Regions from separate parts of the Mus musculus genome. Here all the other regions are linked to region 1. A link is a contact called in public Hi-C data. All regions are on one chromosome and are shown on one strand. Each heading gives the region's core, a stretch centred on a gene start, on an enhancer-like site or on the middle of the called end of the contact. The rest is flanking DNA. Distances are from core to core; before and after follow the strand shown. Region 1 overlaps Pvt1 (Pvt1 oncogene). Region 2 has its middle 16 kb from the start of Gm22521. Region 3 has its middle 48 kb from the start of Gm30159.

The links. Hi-C and Micro-C count contacts between places; a contact is called where the count stands out from the background.
Region 2: a contact with region 1 is called in a Hi-C map of the G1E-ER4 cell line, with 11 times the contacts expected there. The contact joins two enhancer-like sites. A contact is called at or near these places in 7 of 484 Hi-C or Micro-C datasets (the AML12 cell line, the G1E-ER4 cell line, the N1E-115 cell line and 2 more) and 3 of 115 datasets of contacts at active chromatin or transcription factors (CD8 T cells, large pre-B cells and memory CD8 T cells).
Region 3: a Hi-C map of the N1E-115 cell line shows a contact between it and region 1, with 4 times the contacts expected there. The contact joins two enhancer-like sites. A contact is called at or near these places in 1 of 15 datasets of contacts at CTCF or cohesin (the NIH/3T3 cell line) and 1 of 484 Hi-C or Micro-C datasets (the N1E-115 cell line).

Annotation. Positions count from the first base shown.
Region 1 is chr15:62,220,210-62,224,354 of GRCm38.p6, reverse strand. All of the region lies in intron 2 of Pvt1 (Pvt1 oncogene), which reads right to left. Among named protein-coding and RNA genes, the nearest start is that of Pvt1, 180 kb to the right of the region's middle. Within about 2 kb of position 1,489, at least 62 of the 459 cell types and tissues checked have an H3K27ac peak or open chromatin away from gene starts, as enhancers often do. A contact at or near this core is called in CD8 T cells, the G1E-ER4 cell line and the N1E-115 cell line, where this site is marked.
Region 2 is chr15:62,806,752-62,811,169 of GRCm38.p6, reverse strand. No RefSeq gene overlaps it. Among named protein-coding and RNA genes, the nearest start is that of Gm22521, 16 kb to the right of the region's middle. Within about 2 kb of position 2,524, at least 34 of the 459 cell types and tissues checked have an H3K27ac peak or open chromatin away from gene starts, as enhancers often do. A contact at or near this core is called in CD8 T cells and the G1E-ER4 cell line, where this site is marked.
Region 3 is chr15:63,191,840-63,196,033 of GRCm38.p6, reverse strand. No RefSeq gene overlaps it. Among named protein-coding and RNA genes, the nearest start is that of Gm30159, 48 kb to the right of the region's middle. RefSeq lists an enhancer at 1,246-2,097. Within about 2 kb of position 1,958, at least 20 of the 459 cell types and tissues checked have an H3K27ac peak or open chromatin away from gene starts, as enhancers often do. A contact at or near this core is called in the N1E-115 cell line, where this site is marked.

The sequences.
Region 1 (4,145 bases), core at 240-2,739:
ATGAAGCAAGATTATTACTTGAGAGCAGAGCTGGACAGGACAGGACAAGACTTCCCAAAAATCAGGAAGGAAAGAAGCCTGATCGTGGGCCTTTTATACAAGTCACATTCCCAAAGCATGGAGTCAACCAGGTCCATGATGGTACCCCATCTGCAGTGAGCTTTTCCTCAGAACAGGTCTCGGGGTCTGCATAAACTCTTTTCCTTCAGAAAGCCATGGCCTTGAAATTGAGACCCTCAAAACTAGTCATGGGAGAGATAGAAAGATCTGACATCACTTCATCCTGCTATAGACAAAGAAACTGAGGCTTTAAGGGGACCACTTGGCAAGTAACACAGGGATGGCACGTTCTGTGTAGACCTTCTGTGTAGATACTGTCTGAATTAGGAAAGTACCAGCAGTGTGTCAGAGGGAGAACAAACTCCAGGTCTGTCCTCCCGATAGAAGCTGAGCATTTCACAGTTCAGTCACCCTGTGGATGCATCCATACAACTCAACTTCCAGGACAGAGCACAAGGCACAGAGCCTCTAGGAAGCTGACTTGGGAGGAGCATAGAAGCGTTCCAACAGCTTGGTTTTAGTAGGAACAGAGATACCCTACCCTACAGAGCCATTGCATAGAAAGCCAGGCTTTGTCCATGCAGCAGGGGATTGCCTGTGCTCCTAGAAAGGGGAGCCTGACACAGGCTGGGGCTCCGCCTCCACCCAATGTTGGCCTGCACCATTATGAGGTTCCCCTCTTCCTTTCTCACTCCCCTCTGCCTAGTCGCTATCAGAGCATCCACATGCAAAAATCTCTAAAGGACCCACTTCTGACAAGGCAAGCCTAGCAGGCCTGGTTGTCATAAGAGATGAAGGCCAGCTGATGCCTGCAACAGCATCAGCTGTCCACTCCTAGGCATCAAGCCCTTCCCACCACCCACCGTGCCAGCCCAGGACATAGAGGTCTGGCAGCCATTGAAAAGAAAAGCTCCTATCTCTGACTCCTCAGCCTCTGATAAGAAATGTCATCCCTTGCTGGGTAATATTACTCTGCTAGATAAGGATCTCTATCTCCTCCAACATATGGCTCACTACAGAACACAGGGTCTGCTGGAGCAGGATAATTTATGCGCTTAAGCTGCAAACCCTGGGCAGTTTGAGAAGTGCATCGAACAGAACAAGAGTCAAATTATAACCTCTTCTGACCTGGCCTTGGGATTCCTCCCTGAGAAATGACAGCAACCTCCTCTACTCTACACACAATAAGCACTTTCACCCTCCTGCTGTCTCTAAAGGGCATTTGCACCAGCGTTATCAAGGCTCATCCTCACCAGGACCTCCAAAGCCGCACTTAAGTCTTCTTTTGCAGATCAGGAAATTGAGATTCAACAAGGGTGAGTAACACAGCCAAGGTCACCCAGGCAGCCGTACCCAGAGCACAGACTCAAACCCCAACAGATCTGACTCACCAGCACACTGTCAGATGGGGAGGCTGATCCAAGCCTCTGGGTTGTCTCTGCTCCAACAACTAAATCAATTAAGTCAGATCTGCCCAGGCTTAACTGGCAATGTCAGCTCCACACTGTAATCTCAAAGGTCCATTTCGATCATTCACCGCTCCTGATTTCTCTGAAGCCTGGGAAGGATGAGGAAGCCTTGTTGAGTCAAGATACTCAAGGAGAGGAAGGGGGCAGGGATGGGACCAGAAGAGGGAGAGAGGAGAGTGGGACTTAGATACTGGCTTCATGCACTCAAGGAGTAGAAGGTAGAAAGAAATTGCGGGAAAATTCTCTCTTCTCTATTGATTCATTCATTCGTTCATTCATTTGTTCATTCATTCGTATCCCTGGACAATCCATTACATGTCCATTCTGGCTTGGCCCTGGTAATCTCACTGTATCTGTAAGCAGTGCTAGACTAGACTTCATGAAAGACTGACAGGTCAGCGAAGAGACAGAGATAACAGAACATGACAGGGGTACCGTGTCTGCAGTAGATTGAATGGCTGATGTGGGGGACCGTGGCTGTGTGTTAAGGAGGAGATGGAAGTGAACCTCACACTCTGCTATTTTATACCCTCCTTTAAAAAAGCCAAGTCATCATGGCTAAGATTGGTGCTATTCTTTAGAGTGATTATTTCAACCATGTTCTGCATTGCCTCCAAGATCCATTAGTAACTACAATTGAACAATTTTAATTGACAAATAAAAATTACACATATTTATGGTATATATAATTGGTATATGGTATATATAATATGGCATATTTTATATATATATGCACATTGTAGAAGTCTAAATTCAACTAATTAATATGTGCATAAGTCATATACTTTTCTTTCCAGCTGACTCTTTTAAATAGCTATATAGCATTTCATTTTATAAAGATGTCCCAATTCAATAACCACAGCTAATAAAACTGAAGAGAGAAGTTACCCAGCCCTTCGCTAGGCAATCTCTAGGAGCTACTTCAGCTCCTTAGGGTGGCCGTACCTAAGACATCTTTCAGATATCCTTCAGATACATGAAGGATACAAGATGCGGTTAATTAATAACAGACTCAAAACCATCCTGAGTTATCACATTTGTAGAATCTCTCTTTGGTCCACTTGAAAGTGAGGAAAGTAAGAAAGGAGAAATAAATTTAGTGTTGTGGGTGGGCCACTTATGGAAAAAAGGACTAAGATGGGTCAGGGTGGATGGCTGGTTCTAATTTCAGTCTCTTTTACTACTGTCATGTGACCTTGATGTCATTGGGGACCTCAGCTTATCCCACGGCAGAGTGGAATAGGAATGGACCTGTCAGACAACGTCCATATTTGAGATTAAGCTGTATGTTTGATAGTCACACTGAGGAGTTATGGAAGCTATTATCTAGGCCTCCTGCAACTGCAGAGAGTGAAGGAGACTCAGGTGCACTCTTCCATGAATTTTTACACAGGGGAAAAGAGATCAAGGAGCAGTCATGCCGGCTACATGAAAGTTTTCCTCAGGCCCACCGCACGGGTGTCAGCAAGGGGACCAGGTGGGGCCAGAGATAGGGCAGGAGCTCAGGGTGTGACAGAGGGCTGCCCAGAGAGGCATTCAGATAGGCTATGCTATCTGTGAACAATAGAACCGTTGTCCTGGACCCGAATCTGACAAGAGGGGATAAGACCCCCGGAAACACAAGCCCAGATAACTAGCCAGGGTGGCCTCTCAACACCATCCCCAGCCTGTCTGTTATTTCATTTATGCCATTCATTCATGCACCCTACAGTGTGTATCAAGCACATACCCAGAATTGTATTAGAAGGTGGAGATATGGTGATGAGTGAGACTCTTGGCCCCACTGTCAGGAAGCACAAAGATAAGAATGACTAGTAAGGACCCGTTAGCCTGAGTGTCCCAGAATACAATACCAGAACACATCCTCCTACTTTCAGAAAAAGGTCCAAACTAATGATGGGATGGGACAGGAAGGATGGAGCGGTGACTAGCCAGTAATGGTCCTAGAAGTCCACAGGAGGCAGAAGAGGACCCAGTGGCTCAATGGCTCACTACCTGTCTTAATGGCTCTCCTCTATACCCCACAGCCAGCAGCAAAAGCCAGTGCCAAGGGACCCCTTCTGGGATCTTCCCTTGTCTAGTTAGACATAGCACCTGGAGGCAGGTCCTTTAGACTTGGCCTGATATGCCAGCATCTATATGGGCTGCAGCTTTCATGGATGGATGGACAGATGCAAGGTAAGGAGGGAGAGAAATCGAGTAGTTCAAGAGTTTAGGATGAGGGAAAAAGAAATTCTATGACCTGAGTAAAGGCAGAAGTAGAAATAAAAAGGGGGAAATGGATCAAAAGGAAGAGGCGTGTATAGCCTTAAGGAAAAAAAAAAAAACTATTAAGCACTATGCAGCAAATGAAAAAAATGAGACATGTGCACACACACACACAGACACACAGACACAGACACACACACACACACACGCTCCTCTAAGAAACATGAGTGATGGAAAAAGCAAGGAGGCTGAACTATCTCTTCCTTCCAGCTGTAAATGCAAAAGCTTTGGGAGCCACTGGCAACACAGAGGTGGGCTTGGGGACCAGTCAGTAGGAAGGAGACGAACTTCCTAGGCCTGGATCTCCATCTATAAAGGAAGGCAAGCGGTGCCCTGCTTCTCCTTCTC
Region 2 (4,418 bases), core at 1,275-3,774, 590 kb before region 1:
GAGGCATAAGATAGCTACATGTCTGGCTATTAATAAGTTGTAATAACAGTTATTCCTGGTCTAGGATCTAAGTTAAGACCACATATTATATTGTGATGCTGTGTGCTGTGTCTCTTCTTGTTCTTACTTGGGAATGGTCCCTAGTCCCTCCTGTTTTTTTTTTTGTTTGTTTGTTTGTTTGTTTGTTTTTTCCTCTCACTGGCTGTGAGTGTGTGTGTGTGAGTGATACATATGTGGGCACATGTGATTGCCCACATATGCAAATGTAGAGGAGAGGTTGGGGGTAGACTGTCAGTGTCATCCTCTAATTTCTCTCCAAATTTTTATTTAATTAGCGTTTCAATGAACCTGGAGCCCAGAGTTGCAGCTGGAAATTCAGCTGTCTTTGCTTTCCAGTGCTGCAGTAACAGATAATCATGGCGGCTCCCAGCTTTAGATATGGGCACTAATGATCGGATCACAGGTCTATATGCTTTCTCAGGCTGCCCTTTACTCACTGAGTCATTTTCCCAGACCAATACTAACACTTTTAGAGATTACTCAGCACTCATTTTTGTATACAGCTTTAGAGGTTGACTCCTAAGCCTCATATATTTTAGCAATTAGATTTCATTTACACATCTTGGCCATAAGCATTCCCAAGTAATGTCAGCACATCTCATTAGGAATCACCTGTTATCAGTTCATTCCAACTTCAGCATTGTTTTCTAACAGATAATTTAATGAACACAATCAGAGAAAAAGGGACTTTGCACTGATGAAGTCTGACACCACACTTTATCCAATTACTCAAAGTTAGCATTACTAAAAGCTGAGGTTTTTTTTTTTTTTTTTAGATATTATTTAAAAGTAGTTCAGTTATTTTAACAACTTATTTGCCACCCATGAAAAATAACACATTATGAGAAAATGCATGAGAAAAGTGACTTTCATGTTTGTAGGAATAAATATTTATTTGACACTCAGAGCGTAATGCAGAAAATAAATTTTGTTGATGTTCAATTAACTCTGACTCCTTACTAATAAATGTCTCGCTATCAACACTTGCATATTCCTAAGGCCTGTGTGCAGATGAAAAAGCAAGACTAGCTGGAGAGACGGCTTAGTGGTTAAGAGCACTGACTGCTCTTCCAGAGGTCCTGAGCTCAATTCCTAGCAACCACGTGGAGGCTCACAACCATCTGTAATGGGTTCTGATGTCCTCTTCTGGTGTGGTCTGACAGTGTACTCACATATATAAAATAAATAAATCTTAAAAAAAAAAAACACAAGTAAGCTGACCAAGATAAATAGATTCTAATTCCATGTTCAATACCAGTTCTCTTCTGTCTTTGCCTATTTATTCAGAAACAATGGCAACATGGTCATACATATTGGAAAATCATTGAATGAAATGATGATGAAAGTCATAGACTAATTCTATTGTTAACACATTATTAAAATAGTAATTCAGAGACAAAATATATACAATTCCCTGGGATTAGAAAATTGAAGTGAAGACTAAGGTCCACGATAAAAAAAAAAATTCATTTTTGCTTTGCATAGTCACAGACTTCTAATGAGTCACATAGGCTGATGACCTGGATGCAAGTATTTTTTTAGAGCCTAGCCCCAGCTTGCAAGCTCTAACACCATTTTTCAGAGAAAGCAGGAAGTTGTATTTCTCTGTAGCTATGAACATAAAAGCAACTGCTATATATAGTACTTTAAGAGAAGCCTCCACAAGCGAGTCAAACTTCCTTTTCTTAATAATTTTGAAGTTCTAGATAACCTTTCTTTTTGGCGGGAATCTCATTAAGCAAGTTTTCATAGTAGATGGGAGGAAATGGAGGTCAGGGTGACATATATAAAGCACTTTCCACAAGGAAGATGTCATGTGGAGCCAGACAAGCAGAGGGAGACTGCAAAGCCATTTACCCATTTTACTTGAGCTGGGTAAATGCGATTCTCTTTCTTTCATATTTGGTCTTCAGTGCAACTCACCTGCATGTGTGAAGCTAGAGAGTAGGAAAAGATGTTTTGTAGTTTGCAATATTGTCTATTAATGGAAGTCGCTAACTGATATTTTAGTTGACACCCAATTAGAGAGAATATGGATGGGTTGAAAAACACCTTTCAAGGAGACTAAGCCATGAACACGGACAAACTATTGGAGTCTGGGGTGGGGTAGGGGAATGATTTGCAACGCCTAATAGAAGTCATTAACAGAGTATGTAATCTTTTACCTCTTTGCCCTTCTGAGAGGACATTTCCCCTCATTTTCCTTCTTGTCTTTCCTCACTTCTCCATGAGGTAGTGGAGATCTTTGGAGTAGAGCTCAGCATCTCCTTTCACACACAGGGCAGACAACAGATAGGGACTTAGACTCTGCAGTCAAGCACACTTAGATTTGAACACATGTCCTCCTTTTGAAAATGTGTGTGATCTGAGGCAAACAAGTGTCCTATTTCTTTATCTGCAAAACTGAAACAGGATAACGGTCTCACAGAAATGCATACAAAATTCTTAGACATAGGAAGCTCTGAGAATGCCTCCAATGCCTGTTATTCTTACTGACTTTATCTACACTGTGGTGGCTATCATTATCGTCTCCAACACCACGGTCTTCTTTAATCATTTTTGAAGAGTAAAACAGGAAGTTCATGGGTTTGAAGATTTTAATATCTTACTAAATTGTCACTTCGTCACTTTTTATATGTTTAGAAGTATATCTTGATCCATTTCCTTAAAGGAATTTGCTTTAAAAAATTTTATCAAGAGACTTATTTGATAGAGATTTTTTTTAATCAAGAGAGGATGTGAATTTGCATGAAGGAAGTACTAACAGGAATGTCTGTGCATCCCTACCTCAACACCTGGGCCAGCTGGGCCAGCTGGACCCAGGTAATGGCCTAAAGCAAACTAGTTAGGGAATCCCCTAACTAGGGATTGCCACCTGTGGCTTTTGGCAATATACTGATTAGTTTCTGCTTGCTATAGGGCAACTATGCAGTGTTAAGCACTGTGCCTTCCTTATTCCTAAGAATATAGATACCATTTTCATAATACTCTCTAAGCCCTAGGTTACTCTATCTAGACCATAGATGCCTCTAGAATAGGCTTTGCTGATCTGTGTGTTTTTAGGTCCAAGTGCATTGCCTTGCCTGGTGTCTAGAAGAAAGAATTACCGGAATGATGATCTGACAACTCTTACCTTATCTTTTCTCAGTCTCATTTTTCTGTTCCTCTTTTATCACAGAAGAGTCAAATACACTGGAATAGAGTCACCAATGTAAATAAACTCTCCTAAAATGTGCATGCAAACACACACACACACACACACACACACACACACACACACACACACATTCAACCAGCAAAGATAATCTGTTCAAGAGGTAGTGGGATAATATGATTGTTATTATGTTTACAATCTCTCCTCAAAGGAGCATGTAATAGCAATAAGAGCAATAAGATTCAGATGGACTTTAGGTCCTCAGCCCTAATATGGTCTTTCTAGTCAAGGGCTTGCAACTCTTTCTCGGTGTTCTTGATCTGGGGAAGCCCCAGGCAGGTGATTTACCACAGAGAACTACCCTGTTTCCACAAGAAGGATTGCTTGCATTCTTCTCTCAAGCCTTTCTTGGTGAAAAGTGCAAACACACCTCTTCCTTGTCATTCACAGATCTCAGGGGTCTTCCCCTTTCTCTTTCTCCTAACCCAGCTTTAGAATGTGAGTTCATTTTGGGCATTAGTGAGATGCATATTAATTCTAAAATAAAAAGCATAGTCTATATCTAATTGTAAATAGATGAGTCCTCCATGTTGCTGTATTGTCTTTTGTCTCCTAGATTAGTTTTATTTTTCCCAAACGAGAAATTAAAAAGTGTTTGCTTTGAGGCTAGTGGATGGTACATATTAGGTCTAGGAACAGAAACATGTTACATATTGAGATCATGTGAGTGTGCATGTGCACTTGGGAAATAGATAAAATCTTTGTACCGGGCATCATGCAGCACATTATATAATACTATGTCTGTCTGTCTATCTGACTGTCCATCTGTCTATCTGTCTGTCTGTCTGTCTCTCTCTCTCTCTCTCTCTCTCTCTCTCTCTCTCTCTGTGTGTGTGTGTGTGCATGCACACATTCATCTTACTCATCTTTGTGTTTCTCTCTGTGCTGATCACTATCTCATGAATCTTTTTGGCAAAGGAAGGTAAGTTTAATGATGGAGACATGTTGTGCATGCCTTGACAAAGGTTTCTTTATTTTTCTTTATTTTTTATTGGTTATTTTATTTATTTACATTTCAAATGTTAACTCCCTTCCCAGTTTTCCCTTTACAAGCCCTTCCCTCCTGCTTCTATGAGGGTGTTCCCCCACCTATCCACCCACTCCCTAGCATTCCCCTATACTGGGGCATCGAGCCTTCACAGGA
Region 3 (4,194 bases), core at 709-3,208, 970 kb before region 1:
TTGTTACCTCTGAAATTATGTATCCCAAAAAGTTTTAAGGAAAATTGAGTTGGTTTGTAGGAAACAGAGTAGTCCTTTTGGCTTGTGGACCCAGTAAGATAGAGCCATTGTTTGTTCCTTTCTTCACCCAACTATTAATTGAATATCAATTACATTTCAAGTGCTAGTCATCAATGGAGGTGACTAGAGAATGTCCTTGCTTTCAGGAGCTTTTATTCTTCAGTAGAGATGGATAAATATCCAGTGTTTCTCAACCTTGTTTGAGAATTCCAATCACATAACCACTGCCTTTGAAACCCAGGTTGCAGCCTGGGCATGGTGGTTGAGCATTCAGGTGTCTAAGGCAGGAACGCATGAGTTTGAGGTCTAGCCTAGACAAATAGCAAGTTCTAGGCCAGATTGAGCTACACAGGGAAGACCTTGCTCAAAATGCCAAGTGTATGGGTGAAGCTTCATAGTAGATTACTTGTCTAGCATGCACAATGTTTGATCCCATACCCAGCAAAATCAAGCAAGCAAGCAAACAAACAAACAAACTAACAAAAACGGTATCTGAAACCTGTTCCGGCAGTGTCTATGGTGGTCTTGTAAACAGTTGCGATAATCAAATGAAAGGGAAAATATAGAGTGTATTGCTAACTAATGGATGCATTGTAAGGTTACGTAATAGACAGAAAAAAATGAAAAAACCAGAATTGTACAGTAGTAGATACTGCTATTTTAAGTTGAAATTCCAGAACTTGCCACTTAGCTGAATGAAGGGTGAGGCCTCCACAGACAAGAGGCTTTTGCAGAAGTCTTGGCAGGCAGTACCGAGCCTGGCTCCAGTTCTTCACCTTCTGCACTTTTAGGGTGCCACATGCCTCTCTCACTTCATTTAATCTAGTGTGTGAGCATTTTGGCTTGGTGTTTTAACATTTTGTGGCAGAAATAGAGCCATGTTGATATTTGAAATCCTATAATCCTAGGACTGGGAAATGCCTACCAGATTGTAGTTGAAGCATTTCATAGCAATGAATTCAAGATCTCTCACAGAAACCACACAGGTATAGCTTGTTTCTTTCACCATTTTGGAGACAAAGAAGCAGAAATACAGAAAGATTAAGTAATTTGCATCTGCTCACACAGATAGGATCTTGCAGAACCACTGTCTTAAGTTGTGGGTGGATGGATGGATAGATGGGCAAATGGATGGGTGGACAGGTGTGTAGATGGATGAGATGGCAAGATTCAGCCTCACAGAGCTACCAAATGGCTTCTGTATTTTCAGAGAAATAAACTTCTAGGAGAATGGATTCTAATCAAAACATGTACATGCCATAGTAGATGAGTTAGGATGAAAGGAATGAGTGAGCTAGTCCAGGAGAAAGAATAGCAACTGCACAGAATAGCAGTTTGCTTGTCCAGGTACCAGCCTCCCCCCCCCCCCCGACCCCCCTACTTGAAAGCTGTCCATGCTTATTGGAAGCTGGAGGGCAAGAGAAACCAGATCCAAGAAACCCTTTCCTCTCAGGAGAGGCTGACAAGTTGTGCTTTAATCTAATTAATACATTCAGGAAATGGGCTGAGAGGAATGTGATTATTTAATTGTTCTGTTCAAAGGGTAAAAAAGCAGGCTATTAGTCTGAGGTCTTGACTCCAAGGTTCACTTTAGGTTGTTACCAAGGGGAAGGTTCAGGAACAAGAGTGGCTGATTGATTCTTTCCCTGCTGTTACCCTCATTAATTTACAAAGGTTCATTGTTGTGGTGCTAACTCACAGAGTCTGGAATGAAATGTAAAACAGATTTGAACTGATAAGAATTGTTTTGTATCTGCTATCCAGTAGTGTTTCTTCCCTCTGAGTTCCCTTCTAAAGATTTTCAGGTACATGAATTTCCAGTCTGATTATAATGAACTCATTTTCCACATGACAAAAATTATGTCTAATGATTAAACAGCAAGCAGGAAGTAGACTCTTGACATTTGACATTTCATTTCCAGTCCAGCATAAACTTGGCTGCCTCCGGACTTTCCCTATGGCTAGAGTAAAAAGAGTCAGGTCAAGTTTCCCTTCTGGGAAACAGGGAAAATAAGATGCAAATCTGAGCATCTTACCCAAAACAAACCTCATTCACATAGTGGTAATAGTGTGTGTGTGTGTGTCTGCCTGTCTGCCTGTCTGTCTGTGTACATGCATGTGTCTATGTGTATATGTGTCTGTATGTTTGTGTGTGTGTGTCTGTATATGTGTCTGTGTGTATGTCTGGGTCTGTATGTCTGTGTGTGTGTGTCTGTCTCTGTATCTGTGTATTTGTCTGTGTGTGTGTGTGTGTGTGTGTGTGTGACTGTGTGTGTGTCTGTGTGAGTGTCGGTATGTCTGAATGTGTATATGTATATATGTGTGTCTGTGTGTGTTTGTGTGTATGTGTCTCTGTCTGTGTAGGTGTGTGTGTGTTTGTTTGTTTGTGTATGTATATCTATTTCTGTGTCTATGTGTCTGTATGTCTGTGTGTGTATCTGGGTGTCTGTGTCTGGGTGTCTATGTCTCTCTGTGTGTCTGTATCTGTGTGTCTTTGTGTCTGTGTGTTTGTTTATGCATCTGTGTCTGTATGTCTGTGTCTGTGTCCATGACTTTATAGGTGTGGTGCAGAAACCAACACTGAGTCTCTTCCTTGATCACTTTCTATCTTATTTATTATTATTTTTTGTGATATGTCTTCCATAGAAGTAGACTTCTCTGTGATGCCAGCACACGGCTTCTGGTTTCTCATTAAGTGGATATTTGCCAGATTCCTTTCTTACCTTTAACTTGTCTTCAGTTTGATGAATCTTCTCTGGCTCCCTTGAGCAAAGTACTCAACAACTAATTGTGATGTCTCAGCTCCTCCATTAATGCCCACCACATTTTATCATAATTGCTTAACTAAGTGCATATTTTATGTAATTATCTGTATGTTCTTCATTGGGTTGTGAGCTTCTGAATGCAGGTGAGTCAATCACATCTTAAGGAATCTAAAACAAATTGCTACTGTGTTATAGAAATCATTTAATCTCAAATGGAGTTTTCTATCCAGCCTTTGATCACTTAATTCCCAGATAAAAGATACACAGTCTTTATATTTACTTATAAGCCTTAATCAGCACTTGATTTGGGTAGGTATCTACCTTGAAATCTATTAGAATCTATTTCTCCATCAATAATCCCAAATTATAATTTGCCACGTTCTCTCTGAGCAGCTCTTAACTCAAAGCCAGCCCTCATGGCCATGTATTCATAACTCATCTAACCCATGGAGTCTCTCCTTTCTCTACCTTCCTCTCTCCCCTCTCATGATCTCCTTTGACTCCAAGCTCAGGAACCCAAAAACCCTGCCTATTTCTCTTCTGCCCATCTATCAACTATAAGCATCTTTATTCACCAATGGGGAATAACTTGGGGGACAGCACTTGTGTATTTACAAATTCTGTCATCCCTGAAGACAACCAGGCCTTGAGGACCAGTAGTTAGCATTATCATACATAGCAAATGACCAAACCTCAACACGACTGAAACCAAATTTATAAGTAAAAAAATGAGTGACTAGTTCATCACATACGTTTGCGATGATCAAATCATATATCAAATGGGGCCCAGAGACCCCCTATGCTGGAGGTGACCTCAAAACCTCACCTATGAAGACTAGCTTTCATGGTACCAGAAGGTGCCATGCAAACTTCCAAAGAAGGGAAGTATTCCGGAAGAGCTTCTGGTCATGCTTAGGCAGCCATGTAGGTGAGACTTTATGAGTACATAAACAAATATTTCTACCCAAGTATGACACATATGAATCACATTAATGACCACCAAGATAACCCTCAGGGTGCAGTAGTGGCATACATTCTTTGGTAGTAACCAAAAACTCTCCAATTTGATTTAATACCCAATGCACATGTGAGAAATGATTCCTCTTTCTGAAGACGTATCCAACTAGCCAGAGCTAGTGAAGTCATGAATCTTAGAAAAGAAACTTCAGTCACCACTTTACTAAATCAATGTGCTCCACCCCAAATACTACATTGTAAATATTTCTCTTTATACCCACACAAAAGTATAGTTCCCACGCCTCATCAGGAAAACTCCTCTTTGCAACATGTGGAAATCATTACAGAAAACCACAACCAATCAAAATTTAGAGTTGTGGAGCCCAGTCTCAACAGAATCATCTACAGTACC